Linked DNA regions of Mus musculus: region 1 is linked to region 2. Evidence: chromatin contacts called from public promoter capture Hi-C data. All regions are on one chromosome and are shown on one strand. The core of a region is the stretch at or near the end of the contact, and the rest is flanking DNA. Distances in the headings are between cores, read along the strand shown. Region 1 overlaps Sik3 (SIK family kinase 3). Region 2 overlaps Sik3 (SIK family kinase 3).

The links. Capture Hi-C pulls out chosen DNA fragments and counts their contacts.
Region 1: a promoter capture Hi-C map of adipose tissue shows a contact between it and region 2. The contact joins two enhancer-like sites. A contact is called at or near these places in 3 of 484 Hi-C or Micro-C datasets (bone marrow-derived macrophages and embryonic stem cells), 12 of 115 datasets of contacts at active chromatin or transcription factors (CD8 T cells, the HPC-7 cell line, astrocytes and 5 more) and 3 of 9 other capture datasets (adipose tissue, liver and pancreatic islet).

Annotation. Positions count from the first base shown.
Region 1 is chr9:46,147,120-46,153,473 of GRCm38.p6, forward strand. The region is part of intron 3 of Sik3 (SIK family kinase 3); the gene reads left to right. Among named protein-coding and RNA genes, the nearest start is that of Gm46110, 71 kb to the left of the region's middle. Within about 2 kb of position 3,237, at least 120 of the 459 cell types and tissues checked have an H3K27ac peak or open chromatin away from gene starts, as enhancers often do. A contact at or near this core is called in the HPC-7 cell line, adipose tissue, astrocytes and 1 more, where this site is marked.
Region 2 is chr9:46,029,162-46,035,384 of GRCm38.p6, forward strand. All of the region lies in intron 1 of Sik3 (SIK family kinase 3), which reads left to right. Among named protein-coding and RNA genes, the nearest start is that of Sik3, 19 kb to the left of the region's middle. Within about 2 kb of position 4,085, at least 61 of the 459 cell types and tissues checked have an H3K27ac peak or open chromatin away from gene starts, as enhancers often do. A contact at or near this core is called in the HPC-7 cell line, adipose tissue, astrocytes and 1 more, where this site is marked.

The sequences.
Region 1 (6,354 bases), core at 1,987-4,486, 120 kb after region 2:
TATTTACGTTTCTTCTACCAGATGAATTAGTCCATTGCTCTTACGTCCAGCCTCTCTCAGTTCTCAACACATGGAGAAAATAGCCAGATTCCTTGCTAGGATATCATAAAATGGCCTTTAGCCCAGTTTCTAATCTAGTTCTCATTCTCCTCTGAAACTCGGGAGCCAGGCCTTCACTATCTTCTGTTTGTCGTGGTAATTTGGTCATCCCAACTCCCACCAGAACGGCCCATGAAGCCTGTTTACAGCATGCTTGGGCTTGATACATGCCTGTCTTACTATGTCTTTATAATCTGGAAGCCCTTCTTTCCCCACTTGCCACATCATTTTTGTTTGTTCCTTTTCCTTTGTAGTCTCTTGCTTAAGAAGCTGGGCTGTTGGGCTAGAGAGATGGCTCAGTGGTTAAGAGCACCAACTACTCTTTCAGAGGTTCTAAGTTCAATTCTCAGCAACCACATGGTGATGGCTCACAACCATGTGCAATGGGATCTGATGCCCTCTTCTGGTGTGTCTGAAGACAGCTAGAGTGTACTTATATAAATAAAATAAATAAATAAATGTTAAAGAAAAAAGCTGGACTGTCTTGTAAGATGTGTAAGTACTAAATTTGGCTGTTCATGTCTCTCATCATGAAACATGTCCTCTTAGCTCTCGCACTTTCTCGTAAAGTGCCAGTTGTGGTTACAGTTTGCTTAAATGTAGGTGGAATTCCCTGGTGGAGAGGCAGGATTCTGCACACCTCTTCCATTGGTTCACTTCAAGTTTTGGATAGTGACTGGTTTCCACTTTAGTGATGTTCAGATAACCTGCAGGTTTAGCTGTGTCCCTGTAATCCCTTTCTGACCTTAGCCAGTTTTTGAAGCTGCTCCTCTCACATGGTCACCTAGAGACATGGTTCCATGCTAAAATACAAAGTGACGCCTGGTCCAAATAGCACGTCCTTCTAGTCCTGACACTGCCGAGGCTGGGATGGGATCATCAGAGTCTGTGTCTAGACAAGGTTCCATGGCAAGCTTGATTCAGGTCAGCTTGGGTTACACAGGAAGACCATGTCTCAGAGCAAAGTTCACCCCAAATGTTGCAAACTGGTAGTTTTCTAATTCTTTCATGCTTTCTACATTTATCAGTTTTAAAGAACTTTGCTTTAAAAAAACTAGAGATTGTAGCAAGGTCAGATTTCAAGCAAGTTGGTACCCTAATAGTGTCCAGTGGGACCCACTTGAGTTGTTTGTTTCTTTTCTGTGAGTCCATGGACTGGAATGTGGCTGGTGTGCTTTAGTCCACTGAGGTTTTCTTCTTCTTCTCCATCACCATCTTCTCCCTTTCTCTCTCCTCTCTATCACTGAGCTGCCTCCCTGTCCTGTGTCATTATTCTCTCACTACTCAAATTATTCCACTTCGGAACCACATCCAGTTGACTTCTCAATAACTCCTTTGCCTTTGAACAAGATTCTAGACCTTCCTTGAACATTCTCTGTCTTAGATTTAGAGTTAAACAGTCCCTATCTAAAGGAGAGAACACTAGGAGAGGGATAAGTCCTACCTCGGTAAGCAGTCATATTTATTTAATGTTAAATTAACATTATTCATTTAACATTGCTTTTCTGTTCCTCCTACACAAACGGAAGCACACCGCATGATATTTTTTTCTACGTGTAGGAACTCAAGAATAGAAGCATCATTCAGACTAGCCAACCTGTGCTGATACACTGGGACAGTATGAGAGGCATCTGTTTCTACTGCAGGAAACCACAATTAACATTTTATTAAAAGACTTTTGGGATAGGAGGAGGTGCCTTATCACAAGCAAACAGGCCTTTGGATTTAGAGATACGGAGCCCTGTGAAAATCAGTCATGCTTCATGTAATCATGTAAATGGGCTAGGTATCAAAAGTATTTAAAAAGAACAGAAAATGCCCTTAGTTTACAAAACCTGCTTAGTGGCAAAGTGAGTTTAAAAAAATATATGGTCAGAACTCTGTTGGTGGGTGGGTCCTGCATCCACATTTGTACTGGTTGCATTTCCCATGCCACTGTTCTCTGAACAACATACACATGTCAAGTACTTCACATGTGCCAGCTAGTGCACAAGTACAAGAAGCAGTGATGAATACAGAAGACACAAATCCCTGTTGACACTTGTTAGTAGGAGAGACAAACAACACACAAACTACATAGATGTGTAATTAGTCAGAAGATGATAAAGTGTGAAAAGTCTGGGGCCAGAGGAGCAGTGGAGAGTTGGCTCAGTTGTTAACAGCCCCTGCCGCTCTTGAAGGGGGACCAGAGTTCAATTCTTAGCATCCACGTGGTTTCTCACTACCTTCTGTGACTCTAGTTCTAGAGGCTCTGACTCCCTCTTCTGGCTTCTGTGGTCACCAGGCACACACGTGATACACAGAGAAGCATGCCAGTATAACACCCACACTAAGATAAAATCAAAGGGCAGTCAAGGGAGGACTCGGAGAAGGCTGTAATGCGATCAAAGTTCACATGTTGCTGGGAGAAAGTCAGGAGAGAACAGCGGTCCTAAGGCAAGAGCACTGTATCTGTTAGAACATGACAGAGTAGTAGGGAGAACTTTGGGGTAGTAGAATATCTCTGTATCTTTTGGAGCCAGGAGTTAAGTAAGACAGGCTTACTTGTGTGCACATGTGCAGACATTCTCACCAAGGAGTAACTCCCCAGGAAGAAAAACTGGCAGTAATTCTGCATCCTGATTACAGTGAGAAGGTTGTGTATCTGCATGTGTGCTAAAACGACACGGATACATATCACACCCATATCAGATTCTGGGCCTTGCTTCTCTTCTCTAATTGTGTAAGACTTAGCCATTGAGGAAGGTACTGGGGACCTGTTTGTATTCTCTTCCCAGTGACTTGTGACTGTTTAGAGAACAGATGCAGAAAGCCTTGGGCAGAATTGGAGATAATACTTAGGCATGTTATCAAGAGATCTTGAAATCTGGTGGCTGTTCACCCCAATTGGTGATGCTAGACAGGGTGGAAACCAGCGTGAGAAGTTGCTGGCTTCTGGGAATTTTGGGGGGTGGAGCTCATAGATTGCGTTGCTGTGTTGGATTGTGAGTCTGGGAGAAGAAATGTACAACACGGACCACTGGCAAGCTAGACAGACTGTAAAAAGAACCCCTAGCACGCCCAGAAGCCCTCTGTGTGTTTCTGCCAGGAAACAGAGCACCAAGCCTGCTTCCTCTACCCTGCGGCACCCTGACCTTCACGTCTGAGGACAATAGGAGAGCAAAGTGAGCACTCTCATTAACCTGCTTGCGGGCAGCTTGAGTTATTTTGGCCTCACCCTGGCTCTTTTGGAAAGAAGCATTTGCTTGATAAACAGGAAGTTGTTTCCAGGGCTGTAGGAAGAACAAATGATAGAACCAAGTAGCACTCTAAAGGGTTGCTGGCTCTGGTTAGTTTGGAAGGGCAGACATGGTTTCAGGCCACCACACAAGACCAGCAGAGGTGAGGCTGCGCTCACCTTCCATCTCAGGAAACAGTTTTGCCCATTGCTTGACCTGCCGTGGTTTCCATCAGCTCTGAAGAAGGAGACAGTCTGCACAGAGTGGAAAAGTGACTTATTTTAAGAAATGTTAGCTCCCTTCCTCTGTTCTATTAGTGGCATACCTCTAAGACGCCAGTGAGGCTGCTGGTCTAGGCAAGCAAAAACTGGCCTGTGTGTTTTATTCTTTGAAAGGTTCGAACTTGAATATCCACAGCATATCCCACCTCCACTTGGTGCCCCAGTAGACTGGGACAGAGTGAGAGTGAATTCTGAGGCAGGTCTGTGTGCTAGTGCTGTAGTGTTTTTGAACTGCAGACTCCATTCATTATTCTGTCACCCTCAGAGGGTATGTGAGCCTCAGAGTGCCACTGATGTTTGAAAGACTTCATGGGCGAGCACCTGAGGACCCATGGCAAGTGACCTGCCATGACTGGTAAGTGGGAAGAGATCCTCTGCCCCACTTTTGATAAGACCTCAAAAGGGAAGGAAATGCATTTCTGTTTTAGCTGGCTGGAGCCATGTTACAGTAAAGAACACTTAAATCAGCACCACATTTCAACAATAAGCTGCCAGTTAGTGCTGGGAAAGGTCGGCATGGCAGACTTTACATAGCAGGTGTCTCCTTGATGTCTGCTGAGGGAAGGAAGGGCAAGAATCAGAAGCTGATCAGAAGCCAAGGTCTGGGTACAGTTGAGACTCTATCAGGGCTGGCATTGGTAGCCAAGACACAGGAGAGCTAGCTCACCAAATGGCCTGGAGGAAGTTACTTCTAGCTGGAATCCTGCTGAAGTCCAGACTGCTTTTCTTTGACTGTTTCACTGTGTGAAAGTGCCCCACTGTAGATTCAGATCCTCTGACTGTGTAAGTGTAGGCTGGCTACTGTTCTGGGTTTCTCCCTCAGAGGTTAAATATCCCATCTGGACTTGAATATTTGCTTCCTGCCCACTGAGTCTGTAGGAACATAAAGCAACCATTTGTCAGCAGACCACTGAAAGGCAGGTTTCTACAGGGAATGAAACTGCAGGCCATTGGTTTCCTGGCACACCCACCTGATATTAGACTGAGAGCAAACTAATGGGTGGGGGGAGCCCAGTGCATGAAAATAAAAGCTGAGGCTAAGGTGTGAATGCACATGAGCCCAGAAGACAGAGCTGGAGGAGAGGAGCACAGAGCCCAGCGAGGAGCAGCAGAGTCAAGTGCTGGACTTGGGGAAGCCTGATGTGCCGCAGCTGCTTAAGTGACAGCCACAGCTACACCCACAGTTACAGCAGTAGTGTGTGGATGTTTGTAGTCGCAGTTCTGGGTGGTGTGCGTATTCCAGGCTACCCAGTATGCTGCCACTGATGCCTTCCGCCCGGACCCCAGAGTGATGAGGGTTCTGAGCAGCACAGGCAGCTGTTGGAGAGCTTGGAGCTCTTCACAAAATTCTTAACTCTTCCCCGCCATGGCGCTGAGTGAACATGTAATAAGTGTATTTTTAAATGTTGAAAATTCAAGATTTGTTATATATGGTAACTCTTAAGAGTACAAGTTTATCCCCAAATGCAGGAGCTTTTTCATTGGTCCTGGCTTGTGACAGTTGGCTTCCATTTAACAGAGCAAGGGGAGGTGAGGCTGTTGGCAGTATAAATGTTTTATCCAAGGACAACCAATGTGTCATTGTGGAGATAAAACAGAACTAGGCTGCACTACACTAGCCTGAACTCTATAACAAGTTTGAGAATTTTCCAACTATTTTAGAAAAATAAGGTACTTAGACATTTGTAAAGAAGGTTTTTTTTTTTTTTTTTTTAAATGAAAGAAAATCCCTTATTTTGGAAATCACAAAATGAATCATTCTGTCTTGTTTGAGAAGCTTTGATGTGTTTTGGTAATTAGTGTTTACTGCCAGACGAATGTCTCTTGGGCATTTTAATTAGTGGGTGGCATGGCCCAGTGAGCTTCTGAGCTTCTGATGGTAGCCCTTCAGAAGAGTTACTCTTGTGTTTCTCAAGAAGAGCGGCCTCCTCAAAGCTCTTTAATTAGGTCAAGTTTAGCAACTAAAACATATTATTAGAATAATTAGGCCCCTCTTAAGGGAATGGGGGGGGTCAGGGAACAGGTACTGTTAGAGCGGGATCGCTTAAAATCTAGTGTCCTGCCTCTGATGAACGTCCAGTTCCTGGGCAGCTGTGGAACACTGCTGTCTTCAGTCAGGGACTTTCTATTCAGAGATTTCCCCCACCCCCACCATGGATCTCACCAGCAGCCTAAGTATGCTGGGTATAAGCTCTCCGTTCCATTCTGGCCTCTGTGTGAAGCTGTCTCTTACCTCCAGCCTAGAGTCTTATTGTCCTCTCCTTTTTTTCCCTATTAAGTTGCAAGTAACTGTGCTGGGTTCCTTGTTTGTTTGTATTTGTTTTTGTTTTTAAGGGAACCACTTTAAAGATTTGCGTATAGGAAACAAAACATTATAACAGATCTTTTAAGGGTTGTTTGCTTTGTCTATTTTTAGTGATTTCAAAGTCTCTTCCTAGGTGGCCCAAAGCTGGCCTCAAACAAGATGTCCCCTGCCTCAGCCTCCCAGGTACTAGGATGATAGCATTGTTGCCACACCTGGCTTGACTGATCTTTCTTAGTAGTTATATACGTATAATAATAATAATGTGTGTGTGTGTGTGTGTGTGTGTGTGTGTGTGTCTTCTGTGTGTCTGTGAGTGTACATCATTTTTACACTCTAGAATCATGTATGTCCCTTGCTTTCAAAATGCACTTTATATATCTTCTAAAATTTGCCATGTAAGTGGATTCCCCTCGTTGCCATGCTTGGCCCTTCTCCCTGGTTCTTGGCTGTC
Region 2 (6,223 bases), core at 2,835-5,334:
ATAACCAGATCCCCCCTTTTGAGACTGGGTCTTTTATATTTATTATCTATTATTGTAAGTGGTGTGTGTGTGTGGTGTACATATTTGGGTGCATGTGTATAGAAGAGGGTTTTTAAATGGGCAGGTGATGCATCCATACAATGCACAGATTTTCTCTCTGTGTTTTTGTTTTCCTTGTTGACCTTGAACTACTGACCCTCCAGACACCACCTCCCAAGTTCTGGATTATAGGCATGTGCTACCACATCTGGCCTTATTTATTTTTATTTCGAGACAAGGTATCACTCTGTAACCTAGGCTGGTTTGGAACTCATTGTGTAGTCCAGTGTGACTCTGAAATTAGAGTAATCATGTTGCCATGAGGATAGTGTTTCACACCACTCCATGTCTCTTATATTTTTCTTTCTCTTCCACTATGTTCCCTGAGCCTTGGAGGGCGTGGTATAGACATTCCATCTGTGGCTGAGCACTCTACAATCTCTTATTCTCACCACTTGTGAGCCTTTGCCGACTTCAAAGAGAAGATCCTCTGACCCAGGCTGAGAGCTGCCCTAATCTATGGGTATAAACATAAATATTTAGAAGGCAGTATGACGTCATGTCCATTTAGCATTTACTAGGAAGGTCCCGCCCCAGTGCTAATGAGCTTCCTGGGCATGCACGTCTGTTCAGGTTTGTAGTACTGGGAGTGAGTTTTCTGGTGTAGTGGCCTCAACTCCAGTTAGAAGGTCTTGGTTACCGCCTTAATAGTCATGCCACTGTTGGGCCAGTGGGTGTGTCTCTACTGGCAGTTTTTAATTGTATACAGTTTGTAGAGTTCCCAGCTGGTTACGGCAGTTAATGTCTTTCTCTTCCAGCAGCCTACATAGCGTTTTCCAGCTCTAGGAAAGCTAACTCTCAGGAGGGGGCTTCCAGTCTAGTTCCACCTTGTTTCTGAAGAACTTCTTATAGTATACGTAGTTCTGGCTTGATCTTTACTTTGTTTGTTTGTTTGCTGTTTGAGACAGGATTTCATGTAGACCATGCTGGCCTTGAACTCACCCTATACCACAGGATGAACCTGAACTTCTAATCTTCCCACCTCTACCTCTTAAGTACTGGGGTTGCAGGTGTGTGCCACACCCAGTTCCTGGGGTGCTGAAGATGGATCTGAGCCACTGCTCTGCCAGCTGTGTCACTGCCCTAGCGTCTGGCTCGGACTGTCTTTAAACCTCACTCCAGGCTTGCGGGATGACTGGAAGGCTAAGATCACTTACTACTGTCTGAGAAGTCAGCTTTTAGCAGGATGAGGTAGCTCAGGCCTTTATTAATCGGAGCACTCAGAAGACAAAGGCAGGTGGAGCTCTGGGAGTTGGAGGCTAGCTGCTCTACAGAGTGAGCTCCTGAACAGCCAGGGCTACAGGAGTGAAACCCCGACTTACAAACTTTAAAAGGGGGAAAAGAAACAAAATGAAAGAAAAAAGAACTGAGCTTCTTGCACTGGCATAGAATGCCTCCCAACCACCTGTACTGTGAGTTCCTAACTGACTTTTTCCGGCAAATGGCACCTACGCTCAATTACACCCACTGTGTATGCCACACAAACATAGTATTAAATCATGTCTAAATAGAAATAAAATCAGTCTTTAAAAAAGTCTCCCTCGTTACTTTGGGAATGTTTAGAAAAAAGAAATCTGTTTTTTTTCCCCCTCAATTTTCTTTCTCATTTAGAAAATGATTTCTCTTTATTTATGTATATTGATGTTCTGCTTATGTGTATGTATGTGTGAAGGTGTCTGATCCCTAAGAACTGGAGTTACAGATAATTGTGAGCTGCCATGTGTGTGCTGGGAATTGAACCCAGATGCTCTGGAAGAGCAGCCAGTGCTCTTAAGCACTGGGCCTCTCTCTCTCCAGCTTCCTCAGTTTGTAATGGGAGGGGAGCAGGAAGAGCATCAGGATAGTTGAGTTGGTGCTGGGTTACCTACAGAGAAGGGAGTGGAAGGCCATCAGCCTGACAGTGTTAAGGAGGGAGGGGGTGACGTGGCCGATGCTGTAGTGCCAGCAGGCAGAGCGCTGCGGATTCAAGAGTTCCAGTTCCTCCTGGCTATATAGTGAGACCGTTGAACCTTTTCACCCTCCTTAAAGAGGTTGCAGGAGTTCAGTTTAGTGACCTTGATTTCTCACCTTGGGCCTGGCATGTCACCTTCGTGTGATAAGTAGTACTGCAGTTACATACTGGGTAGCTTCTTGTGGAGTTTAGGAAACTGCTGAAAAAAAAAAATCACAGTTTCTGTACCGTGGCCTCTTTATCTCTGTAAAACATTAGACATTCCTAAACTATGAACTAGAGCATTCTCTTGGACTCCACTAATGTCTTTCTCCTGCACAGCCAACTTCAGGGTTCCCTTAGAGACCTTTAGTGAAGTCTGGAGAAGAGAGCCATTGGAAGCGCCATGCTTTTTGTGATTCCATTCTTGTTTTCGTTTTGATTGGAAAGTTCTAGAGTGCTTCCATGAAGTTCCATTAATTCTAAAAAACGAAAAACAACCAACCAACCCCCCCCCCAAGCTCTTATATTTACAAGTATAGTTTTGCATTTCTCCTTTTCTTTAAAACAACAGAGGTTCTGATGAACCTTCAGACTTGCCTTAGTAAACCTAACCTTGGATTTCAGAATTACTAAAGGAGAAAAATAAATCAAGTAGGTTTGTTTGGGACCCTTGGTCTCCACCCTGCAGTTAAGTGCCACTGAAAATAACCCTGGAATAAAGAGTTTTTTATGTGGCAAGTCTTCCTTCTTGAGTTTTCTCTGGGCAGAGAACGGGCTCCTTTTCTTGCAGATGTTCGTTTTTCTCAATGCTCGTCTTAACGGAGAGGCTTTGCACCTCAGTGAGCAGTGCGTCAGGAGAAGTTAGCTGGCTCCTGTTGATTTGTTGCCCCGAGATTTACTGTGCTTGCAAAGCACCTGTCCGCACTGGAGTTATGCTGCCTGGCCGGCCGGCCGGCCGGCTTTTACACTTGGTTCCAGGAGAGGCAGCTACCTGTTGGAACACAAGAGAAAGAGAAAGAGGAGCCAGCAAATCTCTATCTGCTTTCACAGAAGAGGCTTTCCAATTAGAAAGCTTTCGTAGGCTTAACCTTCTTGCCCTAAAGTAACCCAGTGTTTCATTATGGATTCTGCTGAGGTTTTGGGGCTCAGTGCCAGGAGGGAGAGGACTAAGAAGGAATGTGAAGGGAACATTCAGAGGATGGAGCCCAGCGTCCACAAAGTGCTGCTTCATAGACTTGCTCCAAAAATAACGTGCTCACCGTAGGGGAGCCAGAAGAGAGGTGCGGTCGCTGCACTTTTGGGCAGTGTCAGGGGCTGGGGTGTTGCTCCAGTGTGATTAGAGCTATGTTTCAGATGATGTCATTTAAAATTTTATGTTTGGAGAACATTGTCTTTGGAAATTAAGGGGGAGAAAAAGGTCTATTTGGTTTTATTTTATTTGTATAAGTGTTTGTATGTCTGTGCATCCACTTGCATTCTGTTGCCTATCGGAGACGAGAAGAGGTTGTCTGATGCTCTGAATCTGCAGTTAGAGGTGGCTGTGAGCCATCATGTGGATGCTAGGACCTGAACTGTGGTCCTCCGAAAGTGCAGCTGGTGCTCTTAACTACTAAGCAGGTTTTTTAATCCCTGCCTCTGGAAATGTTATTTACCCCCATGCAAAAGCTATTCAGCAAAGTTTAGAGGACTATCCTTCCAGATTGGAGGAAGTTCATCTCTCCGAACAGGGGCAGTGCTCTGCATGGTAGTCACTTAATCCTTGAAGTTCAGGTTAAGAGCTTGCTTCGATCTTGTAGGCCTTGAGCGATTAGGATTTGATTTAGAAAAGTTAGCATTGGATGTAACCGCTCCATGCCCTGAAGGTAGGAAGTGTTATAGTTCAGAGGCCCCTTCTAAGTAAGCTTAGAGTTATAAATAACATTGAGTGTGGAAATGCCTTGCACACAGACTCATAATTAGCAAGTCAGGAAGTTTGACTAGAAGGAATAAATTAACCTCAGTTGCTGATGGAGTGAGATCATGGAGGGAGCATAGCTGTTAAGTGTCATGTTCAAGCTGGCCCAGGAAGTGACTTGTCAGACTTGCTGGCCACCTCATGCTGCCTTGGCCTATCGGCATTTAGTATGTAGTAGAAGAAATGATGTTGCTTCACCATTTATAGAAAATAAGGGTTCCAAGTGGCAGTGGCTGAGAGAAGCCCTCCAGGTTGCCTCCCAGAGGCAGTGGATCTCATAACTGTCTTCAAGAGTGTTGATTTTTTTCCTTTTTCTTAAAAACAAAAACAAAAAAACAAAAATCGAAACAAAACAAGCCAAACAGTGGTGGCTCATGTCTTTAATCCTAGCTATTGGGAGGCAGGGACAGGTGGGTCTTTGTGAGTTCGAGGCCAGCCTGGTCTACAGATAGAGTTCCAGAACAGCCAGGGCTATACAGAGAGATCCCGTTTCAAAAAACCAAAACCAAGCAACCAAAGACCAACAACAAACTTTTTTTTTTTTAAATTTCAAAACAGGGCCTCACTGGACTGGGTAATCATGGCTGTTCTAGAACTCACTATGTAGACCAGGCTGGTCTTGGACTAACAGATCCTCCTGTCTCTGCCCCCTGAGAGCTGGTGTCAAGGACATGTACCACCACACCTGCTCGCTCCCTTCCTTCCTTCCTTCCTTCCTTCCTTCCTTCCTTCCTTCCTTTCTTTCTTTCTTTCTTTCTTTCTTTCTTCCTTTCTCCTGACTGTTAGAGATTGAACCTAGCTAAGGAAGGAAGCACTCGGCCGCCAAGCACACCCCCAGCCTCCTGAGGTATTTTGGGTATGGCCATTATTCACTCTCTTAAAGTAGGCGATCCACACAGCTGTGTAGTCCTACCCATACCTTCTTTTCTGGTATCTGGAGTGTTTCTCTGCTAGCCTTGGGAGGAGCTCTCTCCTTCCTCTTTTCTCTTACATGAAAGGGCCTGGTTTACTTTTAACTATTGAGTTACTTTCAATCTATTGCTGATTAAAAAAACCAGAGGGAGGTTTTTTTTTTTTAAATATTTTTTATTAGGTATTTTCCTCATTTACATTTCCAATGCTATCCCAAAAGTCCCCCATATGCCCCCCACTCCCCTACCCACCCATTCCCACTTTTTTTTAGATTTATTTATTATATGTAAGTACACTGTAGCTGCCTTCAGACACTCCAGAAGAGGGAATCAGATCTCGTTACGGATGGTTTTGAGCCACCATGTGGTTGCTGGGATTTGAACTCCAGACCTTTGGAAGAGCAGTCGGGTGCTCTTACCCACTGAGCCATCTCACCAGCCCCCCCATTCCCACTTTTTTGGCCCTGGCGTTCCCCTGTACTGGGGCATATAAAGTTTGCAAGTCCAATGGACCTCTCTTTCCAGTGATGGCTGACTAGGCCATCTTTTGATACATATGCAGCTAGAGTCAAGAAGAGAGTGCCGCCTATAGCCCAGGTTGGCCTTGAATTTTATACCCAAGGATGACCAAAACTTTTGATCCTTTTCCTCTACTTCTGAGTGCTGGGAATGCAGGCTTGCGCCACAGGCGGTGTTGTTTGTTTGTTTGTTCTGTGCCACACTGAGGACCAGATCTTGGGCCTTGTGCATGTTAGGCAATCACCACCTAAGCCACAGCCCTAGCACCTAACTGTCTCTGTTACAGTTTTGTGTATTGATTAGGAACTTTTAAGTCATAATAGAAACTTGTTATAATTAAATCCATATAACATGGTCATACGTTTCTTATTTAAGCCTGCCTGTGTCTATGAGGTAAATGCATTATTTTACATTAGTTTGTTTTACAGTAATTGGGAATCACACCCAGGTCCCGGCACACGTGCCAGGAAAGTACTCTAAGTTCCTCCCACAGCCTAGAGCAGCACTCTACCCCTCAGAGGTGTAGGGGGAACCAAAGTCAGAGAAGTCCCATCTCTCTGAATCCCCGTGAGCATAGGTCCTGCTGCACATCTGTAAGAGAGGAGTAGGGGAAGGCAGGAACCTGTCATCCTAGAAAGCAGGGTCCTGCTTGCTAAGTCGGAGAAGACTAGATATCAGTCTGTGACAGAAATGGTGTGTGGGGCTGGAAGACCTTCAAGACCTACTGCTGCCTCGAAGTACAGAGTGTGGTAAACCAAAACATGGGGGCTCTTGAGAAATCTGGGATGTTCAGCCCTCCCTAGAAGA